Regions from separate parts of the Sus scrofa genome. Here region 1 is linked to region 2. Evidence: chromatin contacts called from public Hi-C data. All regions are on one chromosome and are shown on one strand. The core of a region is the stretch at or near the end of the contact, and the rest is flanking DNA. Distances in the headings are between cores, read along the strand shown. Region 1 overlaps ROR1 (inactive tyrosine-protein kinase transmembrane receptor ROR1). Region 2 overlaps ROR1 (inactive tyrosine-protein kinase transmembrane receptor ROR1).

Evidence for each region. A called contact is a pair of places that touch in the nucleus more often than the background predicts.
Region 1: a Hi-C map of fetal heart ventricle shows a contact between it and region 2, with 2.9 times the contacts expected there. The contact joins two enhancer-like sites. A contact is called at or near these places in 4 of 47 Hi-C or Micro-C datasets (embryonic fibroblasts, epiblast stem cells, fetal heart ventricle and 1 more).

What each region holds. Positions count from the first base shown.
Region 1 is chr6:148,824,168-148,831,410 of Sscrofa11.1, reverse strand. The region is part of intron 2 of ROR1 (inactive tyrosine-protein kinase transmembrane receptor ROR1); the gene reads left to right. Among named protein-coding and RNA genes, the nearest start is that of ROR1, 6.9 kb to the left of the region's middle. Within about 2 kb of position 4,675, at least 3 of the 83 cell types and tissues checked have an H3K27ac peak or open chromatin away from gene starts, as enhancers often do.
Region 2 is chr6:148,673,269-148,681,196 of Sscrofa11.1, reverse strand. The region is part of intron 3 of ROR1 (inactive tyrosine-protein kinase transmembrane receptor ROR1); the gene reads left to right. Among named protein-coding and RNA genes, the nearest start is that of ROR1, 160 kb to the left of the region's middle. Within about 2 kb of position 3,371, at least 2 of the 83 cell types and tissues checked have an H3K27ac peak or open chromatin away from gene starts, as enhancers often do.

The DNA.
Region 1 (7,243 bases), core at 3,426-5,925, 150 kb before region 2:
TTTGTCGCCTTCTGGACAGAGAATATCCTATGAGAACGCAGTGTCCTCAGGATCCCCAGTAGGGGGCGACAACACAATGGAGTAAAGCAGGAGCTTGGAGGAGGAAACCTATGGAAAACATCTAACCTCACACAGGAGCTGAGAAAATAAAGTCTGGCAGGAAAAAGAAAAGAAAAGAAAAATCTGCTTTTTTGGGGGGGGGTGGAAAGCTGTTTCAAAACTTTACAGTCTGTCCTCAGGGAGTAGGTCCTTAGGGTAGTGAGGGAGGAGATCACATAAATCAGGTCCTATATAAAAATCAATGGTATTTAGGTTATAATTATAAGAGTCAAGGCTACCAAAAAACCTAACAAATATACTCCTCATTATTAAGATATAATATGTCTTTATGGACCAGCTGATCAGCAGATTCATAGAGCAACACTTGGTGATTCTAGAGATGAGAGCAGCATGCAAAGAAGGCAATCCGACTTCAAGAGAAATATACATTTCAATTTTGGAAAAATTGAGCACATAAGATGAATATTTTTGTTCTGGGATCTCCTTTATGAGGTTCGGAAAGTAAATGGAATCTGCAGTCGCTGCTTCTGCAATGGGACTTTGGGCTGCCGGTTTCCTCACACCCTCCAAAGAAATGCAAGATGACTGACCTCCATCATGGTGGTGTCTCATTCGTCAATGGCGCATAAACACCCGAGTGTCGGTGGCACTTTGTTGGGGTCCTGAGGATACTGAGTTCTCATCGGATAGTCTCTGTCCAGAAGGCACTTGCAATTCAGCTAGAAAAGTAAAACGTGGGAGCAAACATGCTATCCACTGACAATGGAAAGGCCCAGGGGGTGGTTTGGATGGGCAGTCAGGGCAATGGAAAGCTGGGAAGTGAACTTTCAGGTCAGCTGACACCCTGTGTGGGTGTGACCCCGGGAAGCCAGTGGGGCTCCAGAGACAGAACACAGGGCTTGATTCTGGAACCAGCCCCTCCTCTCTGTGGGAACTTGGGCAAACTCAACTCTCTGAGCCTCCGTTTTCTCATCTGTCAAGTGGGAATTATAGTAGCAAGGCCACTTAATGGAGTCATTGTGTAGATAATCTAGGTAATCCATGAAAAGCATGTAGTCCACGGTCTGGTGTACTGTTAGCTTTTAGTCTTTTCATGATGCCTCTGTTACCTTTTCTATGAATGGGGGCTAACAATGGCCCCTATTTCTTAGGGCTGTTGTAAGGATTTAGTGTAATAAAGGATGTACATTGCCAACCACCATTCTGGGCACATGGGAAGTATTCAAGAATGCGTGCAAGTGGAAGAGAAGACCACCTCATGCCGGGGTAGTCAGGGAAGACTTCCTGGAGGAAAAGAGCCTTGGAGAATGGATACTCTCTGGGGAGAATACAAGAGGAGGCTTTCAATCAGGGTGCCGACCTATAAGCAAGGCATGGAGGTGGAAATATGAAACGTGTGCTCAGTAGAAGGTAGAGTTCCGAACGGAGCACCTGATCATATCAGAAAAGATGGCCACACTGTGGCTGGGCCATGAGACACATCACTGCAACCAGCCACCTCCCTCTCGGGGCCTCGGCTGCTGGGCTGGTATGCTCCCTCATCAGGGATTCTTCTGGTGCTAACATTCCCCACGCTTGCTCTGCAGCGGATTACAATAAATGCGTGAATGTGTTTACACAACCCTGGACAACTTGAGATGCACGCGCGATGTCTCCGCGGGTACCCAGGAAGAAGGTTCCTTCTAGTTCTTGGTTCATTCTTTCATTCCTCCTTTTCACTCTCCATCCATCATCCAAATGTTTCCTGAGCACCTACTCAGTGTATGCAAGACACTATTCTAGACATCAGGGTTCTTTCTAAAACCAAGTTCTGACCACATCACAGCCCTTCTTTTTGCAGTGCTGCTTTCAATGACTTCCCATGGCCAAGTGTAAGCTCCAGGCCATGCACACCAGGTACTCGCCCACCAGGTACGCGCCCACCTGCATGCTTTTGTTCATGCAGCTTCCCTCTCTGGATTATCCCTCTGTGGCGGGCACTGTGAAATGTCCCTTCCTCTCCGAAGCTGCCACCAACCCTGCCCAGATTCCCATCCCTGCCCTGCGCTAACATAACCCCCCCACCTCCGTGGGCACACAGCACTTTGCACCACCTCTGTTACTGAGCTCATTCATCCTTTTTTAAATTCATTGTTTGTGTGACTTTCTTTCCTCCTAGATTTTTAATTCACTGGGGCAGGAACAGTGTCTTATTCATCTTTTGTAACCTCAGTATCTAGCCTACCACTTGGCATGTGAGAGAAGATTAAATATTTGATGAGTTCACTTGTTGAAACTTTGGAAGCGGATGAGAATGGTCATATGAACAATAATGACAGTCATAGTAACAGCCGTATCTAGTACATTGCTTATATGCTGAGCACTGATCCGAGAGCTTTACATCCATTTGTGATCTGTTTAGTTTTCATCTTTGCAAGCCCCTGTGAGGTGAGCGGCATGGTGTCTCTGGAATCGGAGAGGCCAGGGCTTGAATTCTGGCTCCCCTAGTGCTGCATAGGCCTGCACTTTGTGTTCTGCATGAGGGGCTTGCTTAGGCGTGAGTAGAACCAGCTGCTCCCTCCACTTGCCAAGCCAGGTGCTCTGGGATGGGGCTGCCCTTGACCTTCCAAATGTAAATAAGAGGCACCATGTGAGCAAGCACTGGCCTCTTCTGGCTCTGTACCCTTTGTCGGCTGTAGCCCTGGGCTGTGCTCCTTAACTCTGCTTGCTGCCTTGACTTTCTCCTCTGTTGAATAGGGCGATAGCAGCCCCACCAGCCTCAGAGGGCTCTTGTTAGGGCGAGGTGGGAAAGCGTATGTGCTATGCTTGGCACCTGACACATGCATTCAATAAACGGTAGTTATCGTTATTAGTAGTAATAGTAATAGCCCTATTTACCACATAAGAGAATTTCGAGAGAAAAGAGTTGGCAGAGAGCAGACCATGGGGACCTTCCTCCACGTAGGAGCAGCAGAAGGAACCAGAGGAGAGGAGCAGGGCAAACATTAAGCCAAGCGTGAGTTAGAGGGGCAGCTGGGCAAGGGTCGAGAGCGTCTGATAAATTAGGCTGGAAGAGGCTGAGAAAAATCCCCTGAACCTGAGAGTCAGGTCATTGGTGACTTTTGAATAAAAAGTATCACGAGAGCTGTGCAAGAGGAAACCAGGTTTCTGTGGGTTAAGGAATCCATGGTGATCAGGTAGAAGTAGTAACTCTGGCCTAGTCATCAGAAATCCGGTAGCAAAGGGAGTTCCTGTTGTGGCTTAAGGGTTACAAACCCTGCTCCATGAGGATGCAGGTTCCATCCCTGGACTTTCTCAGTGGGCTAAGGATCCAGTGTGGTCGTGAGCTGTGGTGTAGGTCACAGATGTGGCTTGATCCCATGTGGCTGTGGCATAGGCCAGCAGCTGCAACTCTGATTCAGCCCCTAGTCTTGGAACTTCATATGCCATGGGTGTGGTCCTAAAAAACAAAACAAAAACAAAAAGAAATTAGGGAAGGGTCAGAGATGATTGGGTTGGTTGCTTAAGGGGATGCAGGATGGATAAATGGTTCGCCTCCACAGACTTTATTTCAGGAGATAAGCATCACCTTCAAAGGGCCAGGTCAGTGGAGCACTCAGGGAACATGGACCCTCTGCCCTTGCCTGAACCCTAAATCTGTCTGGAGAATCTGACAATCTCCCCAGGCTCCTGGGATGACAAAGAGGATGACTTGCCTCGAGGATCCAACTTCTAGAAGGGGCTGTTTTATTTCAGGAAAAAGGAGAGTAGAATTTTTTCAGGCGGAGGATCGTCCACAAAATGCAGGTGCCAGCAGGGGGATGGGATCAAGCTCCCGGGGAGAGGGACTCTCAGTGCGGGGCAGTGGGGAGGGTGGGAAAGCAAGCGTGAAGATGGGCCAGCAAGTCAGGATGTCACAGAAGGAAGCGGGGCTCTCTGGGTGGGTTGTTTTTCTCGGAACAGAAGGAGGCAAGGTCTGCTGAGAGTGCAATGAATAAAAGGTGAAGGGCTGTGCGTTGGGCAGGGTGGGTTCAATGCTGCCACAGACAAGCTCTGGGTTTTAGCGGCCTCACACGAGGACAGTGTATTTCTCTTCCCATCAAGTCCGATCAGCGTGGGGTTCAGAGAGACCTCTATTTTGTGCAGTGATCAGGGACTCAGGCCCCATATATTTGTTGGCTCCTGTAGGATCTCCTAGTCCTTTGGCGGACCTCGTGTTCTGCTGACAAACACGGGAAAAAAGAAGACAGTGGGGGATTGTGTAGAAGCCGTTATAGGCCACTCCTGGCAGTGCTGTGCTGCTCATCACTTTTGCCTGCATTCATTGCCAACCTCAATGTCGAACCTCAGTCCCACAGCCACACCTAACTGCAAGGGTGGCTGGGAAATACCATCAAATGAGGTGCTCCATCCTCTCCTGCCTGCACGCTCAGCTCAGTGTCTGGCAGTGTTGGCATGGAGTGGGTGCTCAGTAAGCATCCTTGATTAAATATATAGATGAATGTTACTGCCTTTGCGCCTCATGACTATTCTATTTCTATTCTATCTAGAGACCTAGTGTCCTAGATACGCGTGAAAGGTTGGGCTCGGTCCTATGATGCTGCTGTGTTGCAGCAGTCCATTCATACTCTCTGCTCTCACATGCTGGCTGCTGGCAGTTAGGCGAACCTGCAGGGAGATGCTGACTTGCTTTGAGGAAGATCAAGACCAAGGCCTTTCTTCCAAGCCTAGTGCTCTAACGAGGTGAGTTAGTGAGAAAAACACATGCATCAACCCCTGAGCTATAGTTTCCCAACCAAATAGGAGCTCCCCAGCCCATGATTTCCTAACCAGAGCCCACCTGAACTGTCTAGCCCCTTGCCGAACTGTCCAATACCAAGATGAATAGACTCGTCTCTGAGATAACCACTTTCCAGTTAACGTCGCGGATTCCTGGTCAAGCTCATTTAGCCACAAGTTGTCACTGATTCAACGGAGTCCTAGAGAAAATGCGTTAGACCCAGAGCTGGGATTAGTCTCCTCCCTGACATTTATAAAAATGGCCCTTTTTATGGATGATGCAAGCTCTAGAAAGGGGGTGGGGAGAGAGCTGGTGATGTGTGTCATAACTTCCCTAAAGGGCAAATAAAGGACTCCTTATCGGGCTGGTAAAGCTTGCCTGCAAGTGGAGCATGACGCGGAACCACGCCGGGCAGGGAATGCCAGGGATATTTTTATAAACAACTCCAGAGATATCAACAATGTGGGGCTGGTGCAGAGATTCCCATATTTGCAGATGATATTTTGTGAACAAGGGTGCCCGTTGCATGAGAGTGAGTGCCAACAAGCCCAAGAAGGAAGCGGAAGCAGAGGCAGAAGGTTGTAGAACAAGCCAGTGTTTCAGCCTTGGGGAGACACAGAGGTCGCACCGCCATCTCTGACTCTGCCAGCCTGGCCGGGGCCACAGGGTGGGTTGTCTAGCTGGGTCCTGGGTCACATGAAGGCGGATAGGGTACCAGCACCCAAGGCCCTGCCCAAATGGAAGGGACAGATCCCAAGGATGAGGGCCCTGGGCATTGTCATCTTTTTTTTTTTTTCCCCTTTTATGGCCACACCTGCAGCACCTGGAAGTTCCCAGGCTAGGAATCAAGTTGGAGCTGCAATCAAGGCCTATGCCAGAGCCACAGCAATGCAGGATCCTTAACCCACTGAGCAAGGCCAGGGATGGAACCTGCATCCTCACAGAGACGATGTCAGATCCTTAACCTGTTGAGCCACAATGGGAATTCTGAGATGGGCATCTTTTTGAAAGGGCTGGGTCAGTGCAGCACTTGGGGACCATAAACTCTTCTCCTCCAGTGGATCCCCAAATCTGTCTGGAGAATCTGGCCATCTGTCCAGAGTCTGAGATGATGGGATGACTTGTCTCCACTCCCCAACTCAACAGGACTGCATTGAGCTGCTCGGAATGAAGTGACTTATTTCAAAACAATGCTCATGGTGTCATGGAAAGAAATCAGTCTTTGGAGTCAGTGAGTTCTGAGGTCCCCAATTACCTCTTTTTCTCCCCCCTTTTTTTGGGCCACATCTGCACCATATGGAAGTTCCTGGGCTAGGGGTTGAGTTGGAGCTACAGGTGCTGGCCTATACCCCAGCCACAGCAACATGGGATCCGAGCCATATCTGTGACCTACACCACAACCACAGCAACGCTAGAGCCTTAACCCACTGCGTGACGCCAGGGATCGAACCCTCGTCCTCGTGGATACCAGTTGGATTCATTTCTGCGGCACCATAATGGGAACTTCCTCTTAATAGCTATGTGGCATTAGGCAATTTATTCAGCCTCCCTGAACCTCAGTTTCCTCTTCTCTAGAACAGAAATTCTATTTTCCAGGTTAGTGAGGGTTTCATGTGATTGTGCGTGGAAAGAGACTAACCCACTGCCTAGAAAACACTAGTTGCTTCTCCCAAAGCCCCGTGCAGTGCTCCCAGAGCCAGGCTAAGCCTTGTCACCGTGCAGCTCTGGACCAGCCCACTGCATCATTCCTATGGTGACCACTCTGACGGGCCTACCCTGGCCCATGTAGGCCTGCTGATGGCTCCAGCCTCCCTGCTAGTGGTCCCAGGCTGTGATCAAGATCCAGGCCCACCCTACTTATATTTCTCTCATTCTTGCAAAATAGTAGGCATGAGACTGGCAGGCAGGGGCTCAAGGCTGAGAGCCACGGTCTGCCTCATGAATAAAGGCACAGTGGCTAGGCTGGCCAGTCTCTCGTGTCGATATCTAACTGTGTCCACATTAATGTCCAGTTGTGCAGGTGACATTTCCTAAAACACAATGGCTTGGCCTACTGTGTAATCCATGTGAGCTGAGCTGGTGGAAGTGGGAGCACGTTTATGGGCAACCAGGGGGTGTTCTGCGTGCTTGAGTCAGATTGGAACGGTGTTTATGGTGGTCCAGAGAATGCTTTGCACATGCGCGACTCCAGGTTAGTGCTTATTACGCAGGAACATCTCTGGATCACCATTCCTGGCACCTCCAGGGATGCTTCTGCACGTTCAGTTTGGGGAGCGCCATTCTGCATCCTTGATCCCGCCTTCTGTCCCTCTCCCCTCTTACTCTGCTCCAGCCACCCTGCTCTTTCTACTTGAACACTTCAAGCATTATCACCTAAAGCCTTGTTCCCACTCTTCCTCTGCCTGGGACTCTCCTCCCTCACCT
Region 2 (7,928 bases), core at 2,122-4,621:
GAATATGTGACATATTATTGTCCTGCTGCCCATCTATTTAAGTCATTCTCCAACAGACTTGTCAGGGCTTACCTAAATCTTAGCACCCTTTAGGTGCGGCTGATCTCCTGGAAGGAGAAGTTTCCTGACTTCTTTCTCACATGGATTAGTGCATTGAAAACCAGTGAAAACTCTTTGGCTTCCCTCTTCTTTCCCTTAAGGACTTTGACACTTATTTTCAAGCAGGAATTTTTGCAAGCCAAATCTAGAAGCAGGACAGGATGGAGATTTTAGAAATAAGTGATAGTTGTCTGTTTCATGAATTTCTTCTCTCCTTGTTTCCCTTGCTGAGTTAACTGCTCCCTTCTCAAGACACTTGAACACACTTCTCGAAGAGCAGATCTTGCCGGGTGGCCAGTAGCCTTTTTTCTCTTCTTCCTCCTCGGCATTATGAACCCATCAGAAGGAGAGACAGAACATGTCTCTACTTAGCTAGGATCTGGCACATAGATGCTGCCCAGTAAATGGTGAATGAATGAATAAGGCAGAATGAGCTATGTTTTCGGTTATATGAAAATATCCATTTATGAAACAGACTGTTCAAATATTTCCTCTGACCATTCTTTTTTTTTTTTTTTTTTTTTTTTTTTTGTCTTTTGTCTTTTTTGTTGTTGTTGTTGCTATTTCTTGGGCCGCTCCCGCGGCATATGGAGGTTCCCAGGCTAGGGGTCTAATCGGAGCTGTAGCCACCGGCCTACGCCAGAGCCACAGCAATGCGGGATCCGAGCCGCGTCTGCAACCTACACCACAGCTCACGGCAACGCCGGATCGTTAACCCACTGAGCAAGGCAGGGACCGAACCCGCAACCTCATGGTTCCTAGTCGGATTCGTTAACCACTGCGCCACGACGGGAACTCCTCCTCTGACCATTCTTAACCTGATCTCCTGGGCATGAAATAATTTCTTCCTCTCCTCTAAGCAATTTTGTGTTCTGTTTGATAAGTAACTGGACATTTTTCTATTCTTATGGTTTTCAGATATTTTATGACCCCATTTTCTTTGTTTAATCACAATTTGTTTCCACAGGAGAGTTGTAAATTATTTGAGGGAGGGGATGAATTAATATTTATTAATATAATAAGGGATTAATAATAATATAATTAAATATCGGTATTTCTCTGTTGATTTTTCAAATTTGATTTTCTCTGTATTTCATTTTGAATAGTCCCAATATTTGTGTTTTCAAGTTCACCAGCCTTTATATTCTGTAATACCTAATCTAATGTTAAGCTGATCCAGTGTATTCCCCCCCCCCACTTTTTAGGGCTGTGCCTGTGGCACATGGAAGTTCCCAGGCTAGGGATCACATCCGAGCTGCAGCTGCAGGCCTACGCCACAGCGACAGCAACACCATATATAAGCCACATCTTTGACCTACACTGTAGCTCATGGCAATGCCAGATCCTTAACCCACTAAGCAAGGCTAGGGATCGAACCTGCCTCCTCATGGACACTGTGTTGGGTTCTTAACCCACTGAGCCACAACGGGAACTCCTCTCTCTGTTTTTTTATTTTATTATTTTATTTTATTTTATTTTATTTTTTTTTTGTGTTTTTGCCATTTCTTGGGCTGCTCCCCGGCATGTGGAGGTTCCCAGGCTAGGGGTCTCATCGGAGCTGTAGCTGCCAGCCTACACCAGGGCCATAGCAATGCAGGATCTGAGCTGCATCTGCGACCTATACCACAGCACACGGCAACACTGGATCATTAACCCACTGAGCAAGGGCAGGGATCGAACCCGCAACCTCATGGTTCCTAGTCGGATTCGTTAACCACTGCACCACAACGGGAACTCCCTTTCTCTTTTTTTAAAAACAATTAATACTTATATTTATGGGTAAAATATAAAAATCCAAGTTTCTTACATCAATACAGTTTCTTCAAGTATTTGGCTCAGGTCCTCTGTCTTCTCTCTCATCTCTGCCTTGGTCTCCCTGGGCTGTTGGCTCCATTTACTCAGCTCAGGAAGTGAACTCGAAACCCCTCTGCCCCACACATCTTGGCCTGGAGACCCTCTCGGTGATAAGCTGGGGACTTGTTGGACTATTTAATTTTGTGTCTTTTCTCTCAAGGATCACTGCCATTGGCGGCCTATTGTCCAGGTCTCGACAGCTGACTCCATCTAGGCCAGAAGTGGAAGTGATTCATTTGATTTTTTCTCTCTGAAATTACCCTCCATCCCCAACCTCCAAAGCTCACCAGGCCTGACTCCATGAAGCAGGAAGGAGCCCTTCCACAGAGTCCCAGTATACCTGTGCTTTCAATAGCTTAGCACCGCCCCTGGCTCCTGGCATTGTTATCGCAGTTTATACTCTCTCTTTATTAGCTTTTATTTTCTTGAGGGCAGGAAATAGCTTTTACATCTGGATTTGCAACACCTAATGTAGTCCCAGTTGAATGAATGAATGAATGAACAAAGAAGATTCAATTTACAAAGTATCAGTTTAGAAACAACTTTCAGAAGCTTTTTAAAAAAATAAGAGTAAGATTAAATGTTTTTTTATACATGCAGTTTCAGACTCTTGAGAATTTTCAATAATCAAATTTTTTGGGGGGCTGTTGGCTGTGGAAGTTGCTGGGCCAGGAATCAAATCCACACCATAGTAGCCACCCGAGCCACACCAGTGACTGTGCTGATCCTTAACCCACTGTGCCACAAGGGAACTCTGATAATATTGTTTTTGATGGCTTAGATCTGGTTTTTATCTGTTTATTTTCTGTGGCCTTTTATTAGAAAGGGGTTAACAAAACCACCTAATTAAGACTTGAAATAAAATGTGGGAAGTCGTGGACCTAAGAATAGAATAACTACATTTTAGGGACAACCCAAACCAAGACTAACTTTTCAGTCACCTACCTAAGGGTTGTGGTGTATCCAAGTTGGAGATTTACTGAGGTGCTGTTCTTATCTCAAGTGCCTTTTCCATGTTTGATATACTTGAATGTCTGCTATCCAAGTAGCCTGCAGCTGGTCTGCAAATAGCTGTGAGTCTGTGCATTCTTATCAACTGGAGACAATTGTCAGCGGATGTGTGCCATGGGGGCCATGGTCAAGTGCAAGTCCATACTATATTTGGGTCTTTTAGCGTCAGTAGAGTGAACTATATTTGGTTAAGCCTTTTCAGACTATCTTGTTCTATTTCCTTAGCACCTCTTGGTTACCAAAGGTGCCTTTGGAGTTTCCCTATTCTTTTATTCCCATTCCAAGTTGACATGATGGAAGTAGCCTGAGGCTTGTGTTCTTCCGGACTCCGTGGATTTTTTTTTTCCCCCCTCCGTATTAGAGGTAGTGAGATCTAACGTGGCAGGTTGCTGTGAAGATTAAGTGAAGTCATAAATGTAAGTTGCCTATCACAGTTCCAGGCATGTAGGAGCCCTCCCCCACTTCTCCCCAACCTAACTTCAAAGGTACCTACCGATCTGCCCCTGAAGTTGAACTATACTGATGAGCTGCTCATATACAGACACACGTAGTTACTATATATGATATGTATCTCTCACTTAACAGCTTTTCCTTTAAGGGTCGTTGTGTGTCCTTTGCTTTTAGGCCAAATGCTGCTTTTCCTAAAATGGTGTTTTCTTGACTTAAAGCACAGTCTAATGCTTGCTTTATTTTCTTGCCTGCCCTTGCCTGATGATCGAATTGTTTACAATCATCTTTGTCCTTCCTCCTTCTAATCCATGGCCAAGGCAGGGGATGGCTTTAATTAACAGGAACACTCTGCATTAGCTCAGTAATTTCGCATTTTTCCTCTCACTTATTGATTAAACCTCTCCCTGATGCACACATGAAGACTGCCTGTATTTTGCATATTTTCCTAGAATGGCACAGTGATTCTGTGGCTAAACCAAGATTAGACCTTGCTCGTTCTAAAAAATCTGACTCTTTGCTTTCAAGAGTAAACTGCATTGCCTCCAAAACTGCTAGTTGAGTTTAACGTTCAAGTGTACTTTGTACTTAAATCTGATGATAGTCTTGTTTTTCCTTTTGTCTTGTTTAGATGAGGCTCCCGGATCCTTTTCTTTGCTTGGCTGGTACCGCCGCCCTGACCCTGACCTAGGCAGCATGTTTCTTGATGCTGTCAAGAATGCTAATTAAGATATTTATTCTCTCTGGCCCGACTTTTCTGATACCTGTAATTATGTCTATTAGATGGTAAGCTCTGTTATCTCCCACTGTAACGAGCATGGCCCTCGTACATAAAGAATGTATGGATGTGTGAGTGTATGAACGAATAAATCAATATGTTTATACTGTTATGGATTTAAAAGCTTCCAGGTCACTGGTCTAAATGTGTGCAGACTTAGGATGGGAGGTGGCATCACTGAAGAGCAACTTAGCCTGTTTGTTAGGGTGGCCATAGGCCTTAGGGGGCCTATGTACACATTAGAAAGATATCTCTTCCAGTGTCTGTCTGCTGTCCCATATCATGATACTCAGGTGCCTGGAGGAGCCCTGGCTGGATTCTTGTCCTCACCTGCTCCCCAGCTTGGGTGCCTTTCGGCAGAGCACAGCCAGCACAGGTGAACGAGGACTTGATTTTTGTCTGGCTAGGGGTCTTGGTATCAAGTGGTCTTAAGAAGGGCCATTACCCTTAACAGTCAATGTCTCTTTGAAGATCAGAACCCAGGAAGATGAGGATCCCCCGTTCTGCCTTTGGGGCTCCTTTGGGATGCGTCTGTCTGCCTCCCCAGCTTCACAATCCATTTCTCTGCACCCTTTGTCTGTTCTGTTGAAGAGCTGGAGCAGAACGCCGTTGGCAGTGCGCCTTCCTGCCACCAGCAGCTTGCTTAGCTTCTCCTGTTTCAGTGAAGTAAGGACCAATCACCCATCCTGGTGTTTGAGGTCCCGCTCGTCCTGGCCTTACTCTAGCCATCGAGTTGTACTTCTCTCTCTTCCTCCACAGACACCCTCTGGGGCCCTTCCTCTTCTCCTCAGGCCGTTGGTGGCAATAGGCTCGCCACTCACACCTCATGGCCCTGGCTCACGTGGCCTCCTCTGTCTGCATGTCCTCCACGGCCTCTACGCATTCTGTAGAACCTGCTGTGTTCCTTTAAGCCCACTTTAAGGAGCTGTTCTTCGATGCAGGTATTACTATTCCCTCTTCTTGACCCTTTGAATTGTTCAACAAAGCCTCAAATATTTAAACTCATATTAAACTAAACACTGTGTAAGCAATGTTATATGAATGCCTTAGATTGATGCCCTGCACGTAGTTTCTGTCAGTACTTAGCTATTGTTGTTCCTTTATTTGTATCGCTTTAGCCATCCATCTAGTCATTCATGCATTCAGCAGACATGCCCTCTGTAGGCTCTGCCCCAGGTCTGGGGATTCGGGAATGTGTAAGACCTGGAGGTTGTGTCCAAAAGCGTGGGTGGTGGCCTCCAGTTCCCTGGAGAGCAGTGCCACTGTAGGAGTTTGGACAGCCTCTTCAAGGCTCTCCCAGTCATCGTACTCTAGGCTTCTCAGGTGACTTCCTCCCGTGTCCTGGTCAGCGTGAGTCAGTTGAAGAAGTCAAGGCTTCATATTGGGTGGTTGGACTAGCTCTGACCTTCAGCCTCCAGCTCTCACAGTGGGAGAACAGGGTAGGTGCCACACGTCCTTGTGAACTAAGCCCTGGGCTACGTGCTTTACACTTGTGACTTGATGGACTCCTCAAAGTATCCCTATGAGATACATCCTGTTAGTAGGCTTGCTTTACAGATGAGGAACCTGGGGCCCAGAAAGGTTAGCAAAATGTTGAGCTTTGAGCTGAACCCCCAGGCCTATCAGAGAGCAGAAAGCCACATTCTCATCATTATGAAGTGTCATGCTATGGCATGCATTAAGATCCCTGGCTCACAAGGTCAGAGTAAATAGTTATTGTTGTTGTTGTTATTACATTTATTGTGCTAAAATTCAGGCCTTCACTGTACCCACCTAGCACCACGTAATGTCCATCATAGCTGTTCAATAAAACTTTATTGTATTTAATCAGTTCTGTCTTTTGTGTGAGGGGAGGTGGGTAGCTGCTTTCCCTAAAGAGAAATTGTTTTTTTGTTTATTTTTCTTTTTATGGCTGCACCCGTGGCCTATGGAAGTTCCCAGGCTAGGGGTCGAGTTGGAGCTGCAGCTGCTGGCCTAAACCACACCCACAGCAACCCTGGGTCCACGCGGCCTCTGCGACCTATGCTGTAGCTTGCGGCAACACTTGATTCTTAACCCACCCAGCGAGGCCAGGGATCAACCCTGCATCCTCATGGACACTATGTCAGGCTCTTGACCTGCTGAGCCACTTCTGGGAGCTCCTAGAGAGAGAGTCTTAATAGGAAAATGCCTTAAAATGGACAAAGCAAACAACACAATAAAATAGCAGCCAGAGAGGCAAACCAGTTAATGAGATTCTGTATTGGAAAGTTGGAAAGAAGCTGAAAAGAACTGAAGGGTACAATCTGGTGGCTGACAACATTTGAAAATATTCTGGCCAGCAGAAAGCGTTTTGAGCAGAAGAATTAGAGATGAGTCAGTTCCACGGCCAGCCGTTTCAATAATGGTGAACAGATGGGGTGGGGGGGCCACAGTCGTTACATTTTTAAAAAGAATCTGTCCTTCTGCCCTCTCTTCCCTTACCTTGACACAAAGTTTGTTGTGGCCAAAAGACTGTTTTGTCTGCCACAGTTTTGAGGGAGTTAGGTTAGCTTTTCTTGAAGATGGCTGACCAGAAAATAAAATATTTTCTCTCTTTGGAAAATAGCTTACTTGGGGCGAGAGCAGAACTGTCCAGGAGGAATCCGGGACAGTCGTGACCAGGAACCTCCCCTTCTTCCTCCACCTTCTCCCAGTGTTTCACCTGCAGAAGGAGGAAGCTTTGTGACATGGTTGCCAGAAATGTTATCTTTATGATACTCTGAGTTTGGGAGAAAAATGGTTAAATGCTACATGTGCAAATTAAGAGCAACATTTTCCGTTTCGGTAACAGTCCTTTGGGTTTTTTAAAAATTTTTTTTATTTCAACTCTTACTGTCTCCCGTTGGGTATTGCTCTGTCTCAGCCTGCAGGGTACTGAATCTTCAGAAGGGTCAGAAAGCCAGGTTTGGATACTAGATAGCCAAGAACATTCCGCAGCATGCCCCAGTTAGACTCCGAGACAGCTCTAGAGAAAATACCACTGCCCTGTTGTCAGCACGTTGAGCTGACTATGCTCAGGAAGAAGATTCTAGAAGATCCACCAGACCACCCCCCACCCCCCCATTAGGCATACTGGAAGATTATATCCCAGATAATTCACGTCCCTTGACTCCTTTTCCAGCATCCATGCTTTGCAGAGGGGCTGTAGGACACCTGGGAAATAGAGGGTTTTTTGGCCTCTGCTTTGAAATAATGGCCCTCATCAATAAGGTGGGACGCTATCAGGATGTGGAGAAGGTGTTCAGAAGATGTGGAGGAAATCTGGAGGTTTCCCTTGTGGTTCAGTGAGTTACGAACCCAACGAGTAACCATGAAGATGTGGGTTCGATCCCTGGCCTTGCTTAGCGGGTTAAGGATCTGGCGTTACCATGAACTGTGGTGCAGGTCACAGATGAGGCTTGCATCGCAAGTTGCTGTGGCTGTGGTATAGCCTGGCAGCTGCAGCTCTGATTGGACCTCTAGCCTGGGAACTTCCATCTGCTCCACGTGTGGTGCTAAAAAGCAATAATAATAATGATAATAAAGATATGGGGGAATCTTGAAAAGCAAACATCCACTCCACTTAGCCAGGAGATCAGATGAGAGCTTTTTGTGAGAATATAGGGCTTTGTGGTGGAGTGACTCCTTCCTGACAAGTTTAGGGTTGATTTTTTTCAGTATTTGCTAAGGCATTGAAGTTTGCTACAATAAATGGTTTTTGGTTTTTTTTTTGCCTTTT